Regions from separate parts of the Zea mays genome. Here region 1 is linked to region 2. Evidence: chromatin contacts called from public Hi-C data. All regions are on one chromosome and are shown on one strand. Each heading gives the region's core, a stretch centred on a gene start, on an enhancer-like site or on the middle of the called end of the contact. The rest is flanking DNA. Distances are from core to core; before and after follow the strand shown.

What was found. Hi-C and Micro-C count contacts between places; a contact is called where the count stands out from the background.
Region 1: a contact with region 2 is called in a Hi-C map of endosperm, with 4 times the contacts expected there. The contact joins the promoter of LOC100273436 here to the enhancer-like site in region 2. A contact is called at or near these places in 5 of 25 Hi-C or Micro-C datasets (ear, endosperm, leaf and 1 more).

The regions. Positions count from the first base shown.
Region 1 is chr6:73,284,455-73,287,154 of Zm-B73-REFERENCE-NAM-5.0, forward strand. It overlaps LOC100273436 (putative cytochrome P450 superfamily protein), which reads right to left and starts at 1,445. Exons shown (of 6, transcript NM_001147873.1): 1 at 1,064-1,445; 2 at 512-727; 3 at 1-228. The coding sequence starts at 1,408. It overlaps LOC100282958, which reads left to right and starts at 1,720. Exons shown (of 5, transcript NM_001155863.2): 1 at 1,720-1,921; 2 at 2,013-2,213. The coding sequence starts at 1,778.
Region 2 is chr6:73,213,074-73,215,773 of Zm-B73-REFERENCE-NAM-5.0, forward strand. No RefSeq gene overlaps it. Among protein-coding and RNA genes, the nearest start is that of LOC103629422, 11 kb to the left of the region's middle. Within about 2 kb of position 1,353, at least 18 of the 20 cell types and tissues checked have an H3K27ac peak or open chromatin away from gene starts, as enhancers often do. A contact at or near this core is called in ear, endosperm, leaf and 1 more, where this site is marked.

The DNA of each region.
Region 1 (2,700 bases), core at 195-2,694, 71 kb after region 2:
GTCATCAATGATCTGAATGTTCTTTCTGAGCTTCGCTTCTGATCCAATATTGAAATAACGTTTCAGCTGCCAGAACAGATCGACATAGCGGTGGTAGACAATACAGTTTGCCTCATCAAAGGCGTTGCTGAACTGAACACTGGATTTATCTGATCCAGATAGCGTGTTCAGCTCGAAACCAAATCCCACTTTAAAGATTGAATCCATAGTTGTTTTCATCAAAAGATCCTGAAAAAGGATGCATTAATATGATCCAATTTTTCTATCAAATACAAATATTATGTATTTTCTCGGTTCCAAATCATAAGACGTTTTAGCTTTTTTTAGATACATTGATTTTATTACGTATCTAGACATAGTGTATATCTATGTGCTTAATCTATGTATTTAAAAAAGCCAAAATGTCTTATAATTTAGAACGGAGGGAGTAGCACTTAACTAATATTTACCAATATGACCGTATTTACGAAGTAATGATATATATGCACTTTCATGTTAGTGATGTAGGTACCTGCATGTTTAGAATAGTTCTGTTAGCTGCTGCAGATGATATCTTATCTACCAGTCTTGTAGCATTTGCTCTGAAGACAACGCTGCTGAATTCACGTAGCACTTTGGTTGAGAATTCATGGCTTGCCAGCTTCCTCTGGTGCCTCCAGCTATCCCCATCTATTGCAAAAATTCCATCCCCGAAGAGATCCTTCATTACTCCAATATTGTAGGCTCCCTGTGTATCATTCTCAAATGAGTTCAAAATCATGTCCATAAGCTCATATTGTTGTAGCCTGCCATTTCAGTTGGTTGCATGGTTAAGTACTTAAATGATCTGGCAGAAAAGATGAAAAGGTTGAAGTCACACTTAAAAAAGTAATTTCAAGGGTGATGGTATTCTTGCTGAATCAAGTGTAGTGTTGTTTCAAGTTAATTGCAGATTACTGAAGTTCTGACACCATTTGATGCAGGATTTAGGCATCTGGCACATAATAAATTGAGCTACGTGCTGATATGAGACTGGTGGACATGGAAGGGGGGATAAAAGAGTTTGACGGGTTCGGGAAACCACCTTGCTGTATTTGCTGAAGTTGGTCCTGAGGACATGCTCAACGACAGCGGGGTCGGCTGTGAAGAGCTCGCTGTGTCCAGGGTAGACCAGCCGGCTGGTGCGATGCGCCAGCGCGTACCTGACATGCTCGTCGAACAGCCTGTCGAAGTTCTTGAGCTGCCGGAGCATCGTCCCCGTGAGCGGCGGCCGGCCCGGGTCTCTCCGGGCGAACTCTCCGGCGCAGAAGACAGCGAATGACGCGACGGCGCCCAGGACGTAGAGGGTGAGCACCAGCAGCGCTGCGGCAAGAGCTGACAGCAGGCACAGTCCTGCCGGCGCGGCGAGGGAGGGTAGCTGGGAAGCCATTGGAGAGCTGGAGCTGCTGCGGTGCAGAAGGTTGCCGCGCTGACTCAGAGCAAGATGGCAGCCAGTGAGGCAGTGACGTGTTTTTCTATCGACAGTAATACGTTATGTTTGGGCTCACATGTGCAGTGAGTGACGTTATGACATCCAGTCCACTACGGCACTACCCGCCGGCACAGAGGGCCTCGCACAGTCGCACTCTTTATTATAGCCACGGCCGGCCGGTGGACGACAGCACCACACCACCTCCAACTACCCGAGACCATCGACGAGCATCTTCCTGCATCTGCAATGGCTGCCGCTACCGTGTCCGTCCCCCGCATCAAGCTGGGCTCCCAGGGGCTAGAGGTCTCCGCGCAGGGCCTCGGCTGCATGGGCATGTCCGCCTTCTACGGTCCGCCCAAACCCGAGCCTGACATGATCAAGCTCATCCACCACGCCGTCGCCGCCGGGGTCACCCTCCTTGACACCTCCGACATGTACGGCCCGCACACCAACGAGATCCTGCTAGGCAAGGTCGGTCCGCTCGAATTAGATCTCTGTTTCCTGTGGCCCTTTTCAAGTTTGCACTGAAGATGTTCGATGTAATGCTTCTGAATTCGTGAAGGCGCTTCAAGGCGGTGTAAAGGAGAAGGTCGAGCTGGCCACCAAGTTTGCCGTCTCCTTCGCCGACGGCAAGCGCGAGATCCGCGGTGACCCGGCGTATGTACGGGCAGCCTGCGAGGCCAGCCTCAAGCGGCTCGGCATCGACTGCATCGACCTCTACTACCAGCACCGCATCGACAAGAAGGTGCCCATCGAGGTCACGGTGAGCGCGGTGTACCTTCTCCATTTGATTCCTTTGTTTGGTAGATGTGGCTGTCACCTGCGCGTGGTCGATGTGAACATACAAGTGGAAGCTGGAAATGCCGGCCGGGGTATTCTTGCACGTCAGTGAGTGATGGTGGTTGGTGGAGACAGGTTTGTTGGAGGTTGGTGTCTACAACATACGAGTGGTCTGTGGTTATAATAATAACATACGGGCCCTTGCGTAAATAATTGGCAAAGATGTCATGCTGGCATATAATGCAAGATTTCACTTCTATAATCTCAATCGCCATCCTGAATTTAACCTAGAAACAAAAGAAACCTCCCACCCTGTTTGGCAGAGCTCAAACCCCTAGAACTGGTGGTGATAATAAAACTAATGTGATGCAGACACCCGTCCTTGCAGTAACTTCTTGGACTTTTTTTATGTACCGTTGCATATACCAGCAACTGTATCTAGTGGCAGATCCAGGATTATATCTAAGAAA
Region 2 (2,700 bases), core at 103-2,602:
AAAAAACAATAAATATAAAATATAATAACAAGACCATAAAACAAAGGTAAATATAATTGTTTTTGTTGAGTGATTTTTTTGTTTCACATTTGGGAGCATTAATCTAAACGAATAGAATCATAAATAAATACATCAAAACTTCTCTTTTCACCTCATGTGGGGTTTTCTTGTTTGTTTCATTCATATTTGAATTTGCTAATCGAAACCATATTTGAATTTGAAATTAGAAAGGAGATTGATAAAACCAGAAAAAATATAAAAGGAGAAACTTGCCCGATGCCTAAGCTTGGGCCAGAACCTATCCCGGCGGCCCACTCCATATCCCCTCTCTCGGCCTGGTTCCCTTCGAAGCAATCCACGCGACCCAGGGATCTCCCACAGCGCCGACTAGCGGGCCCCCTGCTAGTCTCACCCGTGCGCTCGCATACCCCCTGCAACCGCTGGCAATCGGGCCTGCTCGAACGGGTGCTTCGTGAGGCCTTGCTTTCGCCGCGCCGGGGGCCCATGGTGTCAGGGGCGTCCTCTACATCAGAACGCAATAGACTGGGCGCCGGATTTGGGTTGTTGCGTTGGCCGTGGATCTCGCCATTCATGCGGACTCCGCCTAGGAGGATCCTCATCCCTGCCCATTGCCTATCCTCGCCCCACGTGCATATAAGCAGACCCCCCCCCATTAGCCCTCCAAAACCAAAGCCGCGCACGGAGCCATGGTCGCCCTACCATTATCGCAAACACAGAGAAAGAAAAGAGCACCGTCGCCGTTGTAGCCAATCCCGCTCATCCACCGTCGCTTCAACCTCGGCATGGTGCATCGCCCGTGGGTACAGCACCCATCCATGGTCTCGCCGTGCTTGGATGGCATGAAGCGTGACCGGAATTTCTCGTCAGGGCAAGGAAATCACCGCCGATGCCGTGGACAGAGGCTTTGTGCCATGGATAGTCATTGAGAGGACCTCCCAGATGTTCGTCGGGCCGAGTAGAAGCTTTGGGTAACACCAATTTGGCGGGTATTGCTTCGGGGCTAAGCTGATTGCTCATCGAAAGCACACCGCTGCCTCCGATCGACACCCTAGCGTGGCCAGTACCTTCCCTATCGTCACCATTGGTGAGTTTCCCCTCCACATGGTCACCAACTCACCATCATCCCCACTCTGTGTAGCTTCTATTGGATAGGCAAATGACTCTCATGTGCGCAAACGGGTGTGGCTCCGGCGAGCCCGCCACCACCTTCGCTTGGACCTTCGCTTGGATCATGAACATCGATCCGGAATCGTGGGGCTTTCATTGTATACCGATTTGATGAGGGCTGCGACTAATCCGGGCCGCCGGATCATGATCAGGTGGCTGGGCAACAAACAGATCCTTTTCGGCTAGCCTATTTCACATACGAGCCCCTGTGCTTTGGTGAATTAAACCCGTGGTCTAGCCTTAGTCCAAAATTAATTGCGCAGAGGTCCTTTTCTTCGCAAATTCAACCCTGAGCTTTTATCTAATAGTGGTCGCGGTCCAAACACCTTTGGTTATGGATAAAATTAATTCGAAAATAATTTTTAATGCAAAAGTAATTCCAAAATCTTAGAAAAAGCATAACTAATTCTTTTTAGCTCCGATTCAATCCGTTCCAATTGCATTAGATTCATTATAATATTGTCCAAACAGTATAGTACTAATTTACATCATATTCTCCACTTTTATAATTGGATAATAATTTAACCTATGTTTAAATAGATTAATCATTTTTTATTAAAAACTAAGTATGATTTTTTAACTTGGTTTTGATTCAATAGTAACTTAGATTATGGTGGAACTATTTTCTAATAAATATCTCCCCATGGGAATCACATTAATTAACAAAGAATATGTATATTACCACTATTTAGCCTCACAAAACTTGGGAAATCATATATTTATAACCGTAACTCCGAATTTAGTGGTTCTCGAACCAGCGATCTCGTTACAACGCGTAGAATATTAATATGTAGTTTGTGCTTATGTTTGGTCTGATGTTAATTTTGCCTATATCATGTTTGTTTGTATTGCTACGAATAGCAGTGAGGTCACGAGAATTTGAAGATCATCCTGGTACCTAGAATCTCGAGTCCCAGGCAAGTTATGCCCTTGATCACTCCTTTTTAGCTAATAATGTCTGCTGTTAATCACTGTTACATGCTCAAGTTAATTTGATGGGACCTAATAGGTTTCCCTAGCATTGTTTATTCCCCACCTTGCAAACAGATGACCTATTGGGTAGATTTGCTATTGCTCTATCTGGTTTTGGGAAACTAATGTTTTATTATGATCATGTTCCAATTATGTTGTTTAATTATTGTTCATGATAAGATCATATTGTTAATTGGAACATGGAGCGACCACTCGGTAAAACAGTGTTACCACAAGGATGGTATGGGACTGTAACACCCTGAATTTGGGGGTATAAATTTTTTTTCTAATATCCACCAAATTCAGGTGTTACCCTCTTACTTTCCTTCTTTTCTACTCTTTTTCTAAATAGTGGAGAGTCATTTTGTTTCATATATGTGTAAGCCTAGTAAGAATAGAACCCTAAAAGAGTCCTTGATTATTGCATAACATGCCGAGACATTTTATTGTATGGTCAATTGTTGTGGTGGTGCATCCATTCAAACTCATGAAGTACATTTGAATTTTGGATTCAAAAGCTATATCTAAATTTGAATACAA